Regions from separate parts of the Mus musculus genome. Here region 1 is linked to region 2. A link is a contact called in public HiCAR-type data. All regions are on one chromosome and are shown on one strand. Each heading gives the region's core, a stretch centred on a gene start, on an enhancer-like site or on the middle of the called end of the contact. The rest is flanking DNA. Distances are from core to core; before and after follow the strand shown.

The links. HiCAR-type assays count read pairs that join an accessible place to other places.
Region 1: a contact with region 2 is called in a HiCAR-type map of fibro-adipogenic progenitors, with 6 times the contacts expected there. The contact joins two enhancer-like sites. A contact is called at or near these places in 2 of 484 Hi-C or Micro-C datasets (the N1E-115 cell line and cortical neurons), 7 of 115 datasets of contacts at active chromatin or transcription factors (astrocytes, embryonic basal ganglia, embryonic limb bud and 4 more) and 1 of 9 other capture datasets (embryonic stem cells).

What each region holds. Positions count from the first base shown.
Region 1 is chr19:56,132,170-56,137,979 of GRCm38.p6, forward strand. No RefSeq gene overlaps it. Among named protein-coding and RNA genes, the nearest start is that of Gm31965, 20 kb to the right of the region's middle. Within about 2 kb of position 3,567, at least 42 of the 459 cell types and tissues checked have an H3K27ac peak or open chromatin away from gene starts, as enhancers often do. A contact at or near this core is called in the N1E-115 cell line and fibro-adipogenic progenitors, where this site is marked.
Region 2 is chr19:55,582,596-55,588,196 of GRCm38.p6, forward strand. The region is part of intron 7 of Vti1a (vesicle transport through interaction with t-SNAREs 1A); the gene reads left to right. Among named protein-coding and RNA genes, the nearest start is that of Gm41871, 120 kb to the right of the region's middle. Within about 2 kb of position 2,911, at least 22 of the 459 cell types and tissues checked have an H3K27ac peak or open chromatin away from gene starts, as enhancers often do. A contact at or near this core is called in the N1E-115 cell line and fibro-adipogenic progenitors, where this site is marked.

The DNA of each region.
Region 1 (5,810 bases), core at 2,317-4,816, 550 kb after region 2:
GGCCATTTTAAGTAATCGAGTTAAATTTTCCTGAAGGGATAATGAATTGTTAAGGACTTTAAGAACTCAACAACATCCAATTTGCAAGTTAAAAGGGAGGAAAGGAAGGAAGGAGGGAGGGGAGGAAGATGGACGGACGGACAGACAGACAGACAGAAAGAAGGAAAGAAAGAAAAGGGAGGGAAAGAAGGGAGGGAAAAGGAAGGGAACAGAAAGAAGGGAAGCAGAGAGAGGAGAGGGGTTGCTTTGTGATTTTGAAGTCGGAGAAGCCCAGAAGAAACACTTAGCCTTTCCTTAAATAATAAATACTGTCTGCTAAGTTGTTGAACTTTAAATCCTATGATAAAGTGGTACTTGCAGAGGCTGTACACAATCAGAGTAAACAGTTTTGTTCCCATGGGATTTCTGCGTAAGAGATAGGAAAGATTGCCTTGGCAGAGCATTGTCTAATAACATACAGTAGCCACCTTCTTAGAGCACTGCAATTTTTAATTCTTGAATCACATTTTATGAAAATTGTTAGCGAGCAGGGTTCGACACGTATAGTCTCAACGCGAGCTGACTGTTCATTAAAAGACTTTACATCATAGAGAGCAGCTTAATGGGAATTGAAACAGCTCCTGTTTTTAAGGGGAGCACTAGCTAGTAGGAATGTCCCCCCTCCCCCATAAGCATTCAGAATTACCTTCTGGCTAAACAGTGAGTCGGGAGAAAAGGAAAAGAAAAAAGGGAAAAACAAAAACAAAAGAAAAAACAAAAGACGAGGACTTTCAGCCAAGACCCCATTGGCAGGTGAATAGGATTTGGAACAGCTCAGAATTTGAGCTTCTGGTGTTTTGTGAGCTACTTGGTCTGGTTTGCTTTATCCAGGAGTGCTTCTAGATTTTAAAGCATCCTTGCTTGTTGCAAAGATAAATAAATAAACATCCAGGCATTCAGGGAGAGTTTGACTTCACTTTCTCTTTTCCTCATTAGCGTCTGTTTGGATCTCCTCCTTGCCCCTTCGAAGCTTTTCTGCTGGAAGCTGATGCTTTTTAGAAGAGAAGGAAACGCAAAACAAACAGGAGTTTAGAAGCAAGCATCCTTGCACCTTGGGTTGGGTGGGGCTTCCTGTGAATGTATTTAGAAAGGAACACAAGTCTTTCTTAGCCAGCATTTATGAGGCCCTACCACTGGGGCCACTGGTAATGAGAAAGAGGCATGGCTTTGATTTACTATTGTCGTTTAAATAGATTTAAATCCACTGAAATGGTTTTGTTCCAATTCTTCTATCCATTTTTTCTCAGTTCACCGACTTCTCAAAAAAGCCTTTCCCAGTGTTCCTGACAGTTCCCTGCTCTGCAGAGGCGACTGGGTGAGAAAGTTTTGTGCTTTTTTTTTTTTTTTTTTTTTTTTTTCTTTGTCTTGCTTTTCCACTCCTGCAACCCTCTGAGGCCCCAGGGAAATCCTTAGTGTGCACTTGGCCAGTATGGACCGATATAAATAAAATACAAATCAAAGGCATCGTTTCGCTGGCTCCTTTAGGTTTCTAAGGCAGAAAAAAACGTTCTGATCACTGAAGCCATTTCAGGGCCCGAAATTAGAAAGTAATAAAAAATATCACACTCTCCCTGGTGGGCAGTGCATTTAATTGGCTCCCCAGCAGGGGTCCAGCTCTTGAGTCAGAAGTGCTTACTGTGTGGATCCCTGCTTTGGAAGGACTACATGCAAACACTACCAAACAAGTTTTTTTTTTTTTTTTTTTTTTTTTTAAATCAGCAAATGAAAACAGGAACACCAAAGGGAAATTCAGAGATGGCTGGAGAAGTGCTGTAGAGCGCAAAGGAAGAAAGATGCACGTATTCTGAATTTATTTAAAAATTACCTACATGGGATAAGAGGGTAACTTTATATGTTTAAGTCCTTTGGGATCCTCCCTATGACCCCATTTGGAATCTTTTAAACTCTAGCAACATGATGTTTTTACATAGAAAATCGACCACGTTCGAACACTTCTGGATGTTTGAGGTTTGCCTTTTAAAAGCTGATTTTTGGGTCACTCCTAGCCTAAGCAGGACACTCTTGACGCTAGAGGAGGGATCTGGACGCCCGGAAGGGTTAGGATGGTCCCCAGCTTCCAACGACTGCAGACCTTACAGCCTGGTGCTGTGCTGCCACCTTCTGTCCCAGCTACTGCGGCGAGAGGCAGCTCCGCTCTGAGCTGGTTCCTTGAGCTTTCAGTGAGGCAGGTTCCATGGATCCTGCCTGTTCCCAAAGCTGAAATGTCGGCTCCAGGCCTGGGGTTTGGCTTCTTGTAATGGCCGCTTTCAGAACAAATATTCAGCTTGCCTCCTTTCTCTGCCTCTTCCTTCCCGCCCCGTTCCAGATCTGGAAGTTTCCACAGGTAGGAGAAATGGAGATGAAAGGGAAAGAAAGGCAAGGCTTTTTTTGCTTCAAACGCTGCAGATGCCTGTCTATATCATTGAGCTGAGTGAGATGGAGGAGCAAGGAAGGGGCCTTGACAGGCAGGGCCAGATCTAGCGCCCCGGGAGAGGTATTCCCAGGAATGAGCCATTGGTTGAGATATTTAAAACTTAAGTGGACAAAACATTAGACCCTTCCCCACAGGGAACAAGGCTACAGTGGCTCTAGGGACCTAACCCTGGTGAGCACAAAGCCCTTCCCAACTCTACTTTTTTTTTTTTTTTTTTTTATGATTTCTCAATTGACTTCCCATTCTATAAAAAGTATTATGTTTCTGCTGAAAAAATCCAACGGCTCTGACATTCGGTCTGAGGTCAGGCTGGCTTCAACACAGTTTCATTTCTGTGGAGCATTAAAATGCCCCTGTATCTACTTTCTTTGAGCAAAGGGCAAGTGAATTCACATAATTAAACCTATAAATACATATTTTAGACAGGAGATTGGGGGGATCCTTCCTTGACTACCGGCCAAAGCATGATGCTCAGAGTACCTGGGACCTGCCAGGGGGTCCTTGGCAAACCCCCAGCCACTCCTGACCCACCAGTTTTAATTTGCTTGTCTCACTGGTCAGGGTGGCGGTATCCAATGTCCATTTTGAAGCTCAGGGCAAGACTGTGAGGCCGGAAGAGTTAACTTAGTTTGCCTTCCTTGCCACAGTTCCCTGGGTAGATTTTATGTTCTATACTAGATAGCAAAAGACAAAGAGAGCGGGGAAGAGGCGACATATGTCACCTTGCTTAGAGGATCTTCTCTGGGGTGGCTTGGTTCTGCTATGAAGCTGATCACAAGGTGCCCATTAATTGCCAGGAATTGAGTTTGGACCCAGTGGGGCAAAGTGGAATAAGCCCATTAGGAGAAATCTCTCCAGAACTTTGAACTGTTCTCAGGGAAAAGTTTAAAATCCCACACTCTTTAAGACATCACGTGACTTGGCCCCATCCTATGCCTGCCCTCGAGGCTCTGAGGCTCCTGAAGGCTGGGCCTCCTCTCCTATCCTTGGGAACTAAGTATTGTATTCTTCAGAGCCTGCCTGTGTGCTCAGCCCAAATCCACGGAGCCTCCTCCCCAGCCCTCTCACCTCATCAGCCTGTCTCCTCATCTTCCAGTTCCCAGCTAAGAAGTCACATGTAGAGGGAAGGCTTCCCAGAACTTTGAGCCTGGGTCAGGCCTCTGGAGCGTTTCTTGGCTCCCTTGGCTCTGGTCCCACCAGAACACATGTCATAAAGACAAGACAGGAGGCCAAAACTGGTAACACACTGTTGGCCTCCTCGAGAGAAATGCTCAGACCAAGCAGGCACCTCGCTCGCACTGTTTGTAGGCCTTGCTCCCCAGGCCTTTTACTGAGTTGTTACTGATGCTGTAGCTCTAGGGTGGGTTGGTTAGTAGTAGGCTGGATTAGCAAAGTTCATCACTCAGGTAAGGCAAAGGGCAGCTCTTGCAGAAATAGCAGTGGCAGGCTCCACCTGGAAGGGCTTCCTACAGGAAGTAATTTCCCAAAAAGAAAGATTTTTTAAATTATTTTATTTTGTGGAGAAGGTTCTCTGGGCAGTTTCCACAGAGCATGCCCCTGAGCACCGGACCGTTGTTTCCATGTCTTAGGATGAAACAATGCATAGCTGTGGTAAGAAATCTAAGCTGTATGGAGCTGTAAAAGACTAAGATATCAGTGCCTCTCTTAGCTTCCACACAGTCTGCGCTGTGTGGGGAGCCGTTAGGAGCCCTGTTGTGTTTTCTTCCCCCTCAAGATCATTATTATTAGTAGTAGTACTTTTTTACAATCTTTGCCCCAAGTCGTGGGCAAGAGGTGTTTTATTCCACACAAAAAGGGTGTATTGATAAAGTCCCTGGAAGGGGCTGAAGTCCTTTTACTTAGCTGGGGCTCTTGGGCAAGTATGGTGGTGTTTGTAGTCAGTGTTTGTGTCCTATGAACCATGGGTGATTCAGTAAGGCTGCTGTGATCTATCTAGCACATCTCCCCGCTCTAGGCAGTAGAGGTCTCCATCCCATGACACCCATGTTACAGGAACCGAGATTACTGGGTCTGTCACTTAAGACATACCAGGAGAGCCTAGTCGAGTGGAAAGTCTAAGTGATTAAGATGCATTTATGCCCAATCATTCCTAAGCCATATGGCTTCGTTAGGGGTTCTATTGCTGTGGTAAAAAAACAAAAACAAAAACAAAACAAAACAAACAACAACAAAACACCCCATTGTGGCCAAAAGTAACGTGGAGAGAAAAGAGTTCATTCTAACTTAAGCTCTCAGGTCACAGTCATCAGTGAGGGTCGTCAGGGCAGGAACTGAAAGAGGGAACGCCATAAGCAGAAAGTGAAGCAGAGGGACAGAGAGGAACGCTACTTACTGGCTTCTTTTCCACAGCTTGCTCGGTGTTCTTTCTTACACACTCCAGGACCACCTGCCCAGGGTGGCACGGCCTTCTAACATCAATTAGTAATCAAGAAAATAAATGCCCACAGACTTGCTAACAGGCAAATCTGATGGAGGCATTTTCTTCATTGATGTTCCTCTTCCCGGGTGACTCTGGCTTATGTCAACGTGACAGAAAGCTAACCAGGATAGCATACAAGATCTTTTATGTCATATTCTCTCTTCCCTCCTCGCCGTCTCCATGGACTAGCTCCAGGTGTCCTTACTGGGCATTAGAGATGAAGGAACCAAGATTCCGTGGGCAGAGCCAAGAGTGGCAATTGCTACTGATGACTATGGCCAAACTATCTGAGAAAACAACGTAAAGGAAGGGATTATTATTGTGGTTCCTGGTTTTGGAGGTGTCAGTCCCATTGTAAGGAGGTGTGCCACAATAGAGCAATTCACTCCATGCTAGCCAGGAAGCAGAGGGAGGGGATTTAGGAAAAGGCCAGTCATGGCCTTTAAAGGCATGCCCCAGTAACCTACTCTCTCCATCTAGGCCTCCCGCTCTACATTTACCCATAATGCCATCAGTAGATAGAGCCATCCATTAGCACAGAGCCTTCAGGATTTAACTGTTTCTGGAAACAGCCTCAAAGTATTTCTTAATCCAACTGAGTTAGCAAGCAAGATTAACCGTCAAAATACCAGAGCTGGGACTCAGCCTCAGACAACTTGGCTCAAGATCCTACAAGCTAAACAACTGGGTAGTCCCTTCGGCGTCCAGTTAAGCTTGGTATTGCAGGACTGAGAATCAGGGGTCCCACCTTCATCCCCTTGTAGCTGCAGCTAGAAAACCTTTGCCTCTGAGTCTCACTTTAAAGTAGATCCCTGAGAAAAACCCAAGTGACAGTAGGGGTTGGGAATAGGTGGAGATGAGACTGTTCTTCCTAGCGAGGTGTCTGCTCCACACCTC
Region 2 (5,601 bases), core at 1,661-4,160:
TCTGTCTGTCTGTCTGTCTGTCTCTCTCTCTCTCTCTCTCTCTCTCTCTCTCTCTGTGTGTGTGTTTGTGTGTGTGTGTGTGTTAGAGTGTGGCCAGAGATGAAGTTTAATTTGAAGAAAAAACGAAAAGTTGGAAATAGTACAGACTTGCGTTGATCCATGATATTAAGTTTGCCTCTTATGTATAAATACAAAAAAAAACCTTTTTGTATAAAGACATCAACCATGTTCTCTTTTAGTAATAAAGGAAGCAGGCAGTTGCATATGTGAGCATTAGGGTTTCCTTTTAAATTTCATGTTCAAAAAAAAAAACCTAAAGTTTTCCTCTTCCTTGGGCCCCTGCGTGCCGTAGTTGTCAGGATTGAGGAGTTGGCTGCATCTTAAGAGAGTAATTGTGAGCTCTTTGGCTTTTCCGTAAGGTGAAAATCTGGAAAATTACGATGCCATGGCAGTGTTTGCTGAAGTGATCACCCTGAGACTGTGTGGGGCTTATCTCCTGCGGTGATCAGCTTGGCCCTCTTACATAGAGCTGTCTTAAAAACACAGATCTGCTGGTAAGATGTGTTTTAATTTCAGTCTAACAGCTTTGGGATTACCCCTCAAGACTCTATCACCAGGCTTTTGTACAAACAAGGAGCTTTCCACAAAACTCCCATTCTAGTGGTGGCGGCGGCGGGGGGGGGGGGGGGGGGGGGAGGGGGCGTTTACTGGTCGGTTGATTGAGTTATGATTGTGTGAGGAACAAATAAAGGCTTTCTGTCTTAAACATAACAGTTGTGTCTTGCTCTCACTAATAATGCCTCATTTTCTCTTAAAACAATATTTACACAGCCTGACATTCTTACTGTCGGTGCAATGCGCTGCCTCTGAGCCGAAATAAGTTTTTAATCCTACGAGCCGGACAAGCAAGTTCAGTTCTACACAACCGAGTTTCAGCTGTTGTCTTGCTCACCAGTGACAGTGAGCACTTTCCCCCCTCACCCAGGCAGAGATGAACAGATACTAGAGAGGTAAATAAACATCTGACAGGCAGGATGAGTGGGTGGACAGACAGACAGACGGACAGGTGGAAGAGATTTGTTACTGTAAGGATTTTGTTTTCTGAACATCTACCCTGTAAGTTCAGTAGCTTTACAATGAGCATCATGATATACTCGTTAACAGCCGGACAGAATTACACTGTCTCCTTTCTTCCTTTACAGAGAAGACCAATGGTTGTTGTACTAGACATGTTATAATGTTATTTTCTAGAGTTAAAGTTGATTATATTTTGTTATTCATGGGAGGGGGTAGGGGTTGCTTAGACATGCATTTGGAGGTCAGAGTACAATTTGCAAGAGTTGGTCCCTTCCTTCTATCCTGTAGATTCCAGGGATTGAGCTCAGGTCTTCGCCTTGGTGACAAGTGTCACCCACTGAGCCATCTCTTCCCACACCCTCAGTTGCATTTAAAGTATCTTAAATAAAATGGATGGGAAGGTTTCGGTGCTGGTGGGTGCATGTTTCCAAGCTGAGCAGTGACTGAGTCCTGACCCCAAGGCTCCTGCTTCTCTGATTTCCTGTGGCTTCAGGGGCCACAGCCTCATGGCTACTCTCAGGGCTGGTGGCTCTGATGGTCCACACGCAGCCCTACAGCCATAGCGCTCAAGGCTGAGCCAAAAAAGGCCAGGACAATGGCTTCCAAGGGGAAGGTGGACAACACCAGGGGCATCGGTTGCTTGATTGTCTTGGTTTTGTTTTTCTTGAGTGTTGAGGCAACACTCAGCAACCAGAAGCAGGAAGATGGTGTGTTCTCACAGTTGGAATAGAGGCATGGGTAAGACTTAAAGCAAATCTGAAGTCACACTCTCTGCAAAATCTCTTTAAATATAGTTAGTTTCTGCAAGTGCCATTGGGCAGGAGATTTGAATTAGGGTTTTATAACTACAACAGGATTCATCTTAATCAGTTAATTTGGCATTTAGAATGGACTACAGGTCATTATAATTATGTAAGAGACACACAGTCATTAGCTTCAGTATTCCGAGTTCTCATTAATATCTACCCAGAAGAGTTGCATGAATGGGAGTCTCACTGTTGCCTGAAAATGAATGGTTTGAGGGGTTTTAGTGGTGGTGGTTGGTTGGTTGATTGGTTGGTTGAATTGGGGGAGGGTTGTTTGTTTTACTTGAAATCGAGGCCGTATCCCTCTTGCTGCCCTAAGAATTAAGTTAAGTGCTATGTCCCAACAGCAGGCCCCTTAGGTGTCAGGGCCGCGCATGTCTCCCACACTTGTGGGGGACCAAAGCATTTAAATCTCAGTGATTCAACTCAGCCCCACCAACAGACCTGCAGCAAGGTTAGGTTTACAATAATAGCAATGATGATGATAATTAGTGGCAGTAATGGACTGGAGAGAAGGCTTAAGGTTAAGAGGACTTGTTCTTCCCAAGGACCTGAGTGATTCCCAGCATCCATGTTACAGTCATCTGAAGGTCTAGCTCCAAGGGATCTGACGCCTCTGGCCTCCGTGGGCACCTGTATTGACATGCACAGACAGACATGCAGACAAGCAGGCAGGCAGGAAGGCAGGCACGCACATGCCCGCGCGCACACACACATCTATACATTTCTTTAAATCTTTTAAATAATAATATTGAGTCCTAGCTAGGGGATAGTTTGGGACAGCAGCACACCCTGCCTTTGGGCCCCGAAATCTCACCACTCAAACAGCTCCCCCTACTTGGCACTCCACTCAGAAAGCCACTGCCAGTGCCACTTTGGTGAGCAGAGTCAATGACCGAGTGTGTAGCCTCCTTGGTCAACTGAGAATGTGCCTCTGTCTCATAACCAGGCAGAGATAGCTTTACGCTCCACCCTGATGACGTGCTCAGTCCAGTTCTCCTGCCTCTGCCGAGCCCTGGAAGCGTGTCTGTGGCCCTGCTTTAACACTGACGCCTGCATGCCTTCTCCCAGTTGCCAAGGTTTACAGCCCTGTGTTAGGAAAGTCTGCTCTCTTTATCAGCATCATCTCACTGATTTAAATCCCCTTTTGTCAAATCTACTTTAGATTTCTGCCTTGTCACAATTTAGCTCTCAGTCAGTTTTATTCAGATATACCCAAAGGGTCATTAAAGCATTGTGGCCTCAGTCTTACCATTTTATTACCTACTGTCATGTGACCCCAAGAGCATGTGATGGCCTTGGCTTGCACAGCCGTCATCTAATCCCTGAAAGATGGGGTTTTATCCATTTGGTTCATGCCACAGCAGTCTTTCTTGAGACACCCCGGAGGAGAGGGAAAACAAGGAAATGGAAGGATAATTTTTAAACAGCCGTGACTGTGTCTGAAACGCTACGCCAGCCCACACCCTAGAGATGCTGCTTTCCACCCTCCCGTAGGTCACCCACCCTCCCTTAGGAATTTTTAGATGTGCCAGTAACTCTTGGATGCTCTTGCCTGTGTGCTGTCAGGACAGCTACTTAACACCAGGCAGTGCCTGCAGTACCTGATGCGACTGTTGTAGCCCCAGCTGTAGACGATCTTGGCTCTTGGTCATCTGGAAGCGGAGGTGACCTAAGCCCAGCTCTTCCAAACAGTGAATAATGCAAGGCTCGTATTCTGAGAATAATCGTCAGTTGATTTTGTTTTTACAGAAGTGGTTGGCCTTCCTACTTGTGTTCTGCTTCCAATGAACTCAGTTTTTAAATTTTATTTCCTCTTTTTACTATACAGACTGGTGGAAACACTAGTCCTTCCTTAGGCTGAATATATATAAAAATATCTTTCTGGTGATGGATATATAGATAGACAGACATAGATATATAGATACACACACATACATAATAAAAAATAATTTTAATTAGGTTGATTTTTTTATGTTATTGTGCCACATTCAGTAACTCACGTCAGCATCATTTGGTTAGCAACATGGTATTCAGTGGTTTTGTGCATAATTTGCTTATACAGTGAGTATTTGCATTACTTCCAGATTATAGCTAGGGACAGCTGTAATGCACACTCTTGTGTTTCCATGTTCCCGTGTGCACGTGTACTAATGTAAACCTGATTTCTTTGGTTGGCATTTGTTGGAACAATTTAAAATTTCAAACTAATGCTAAATTTTATTCAGGAAAAACTGCACTTGCCTTATTTCTACAGCAACAGCTAGTCCACTGTCCTTGCTGGGCATCAGAACTCACCTTCATCTTCACTAACCTGATAGTGAGAAGAAAGGTGCATCGCTATACATATGCACATATGCGCGCACGCTTGTGTGTGTGTGTGTGTGTGTGTGTATGTGTGTGTGTGTGTGTGTGAGATCATTCAATAACTGAGGCTAGCCCTGTCAAATTGTCACTTCAACAGCCTAGTTCTCCCTAGTTGGCAGCTCACACTTTAACCTGTCTGTTCTATTTCTCCTCCTGTTAAGTGTGATATTTCTTTGGTTTTACCTTGTTGAGACTTACGTAGTGAGTATCTCCTGCATGCTTGACTCTCCGTGGTGCTGAGGACACAGTGGCTGTAGGCGAAGCACCATGATCTCTGACCTCAGCGCAGTGGGAGGAGAGATGGGGTTGCTGAGGTTGAGGCCATCCTGGCTGAGAGCTTGTTCGGAGCTCCGTGGCAGGAGCAAGCATGCAAGAAGACTCGGGACACTAGGCCAGCTCTGGAGATACGAGAGAAGGAAAGAGTGTGCACGAGGCAAGGGACAAACTGGAGGACAGTCATGGTGTGCTGAGGGATGGCACCACATCTTACCAAAGCCAGGCATGAGGGAAACCATAAGCTGTGAAGGAAACCATAGGCTATGGAGAGAGTCTTTTGTGGGGAGAAGCAGGAGCAGAGATTTAAAACTGACTGCTTATAAATCATGCCTGGAGTGTGAGGGCAGGACACGAATAATGAAAGACTCAACAGGTAGCAGCCAGGGCTTTGATAAGGCCCAGCTCTCCCTGATAAAGGCAATTATGACAAGATAACTGTAAATGCCTGTTCATAGACCTCCCTAAAGGCCACAAACAGGCTCAGATCTCGTCTTTGGGTTTCTCGGTAGAACAGAGCCGTTGCTGTAAGAACCTGGTATCTGGTGCTCCCCAGCTAGCAGGTCCTAGGATCCTCCCGTAAAGGGGGGTGGATCCCTCACATTCGTCCATAGGGACGCATACACATACCCGTGTAACACGTACAGATTTACACACATGCCAGTATATACACATATGGCTATGCCCACACACTGATTGGTCAGCATTGTGGGAAGCTGTGTGGTCTGTTTAGAGGCAGGCAACTTGGGTGGGATAGAAGGCAAGGGCACACTTCCTTAAAGCCGTGGAAGTTGCGTTTTGGTGAGGAAGATGTAACTATTGCATTCAAATATGTGTGTTTGAGATGCCCTCCAAAGCAAAGTTCAAAAGCTTGCCATGGAGTCTTCCTAGCAAGGAAATGATGTGTCAGTTTTCCAGGGCTGGCTCAAGCTCGGCTTTTTTCAGCCTCTGGTAACAAGACCAGCTGTAGCTAGCCTTGTTTCCTTAGTGCCTGGGCTCCAACCTAAGTGTGAGCTGAGCTCACATGTTGCCTCCTTTCAGGGCCTGGTTTTAATCCAAACCTTAATCAACTGGCCAT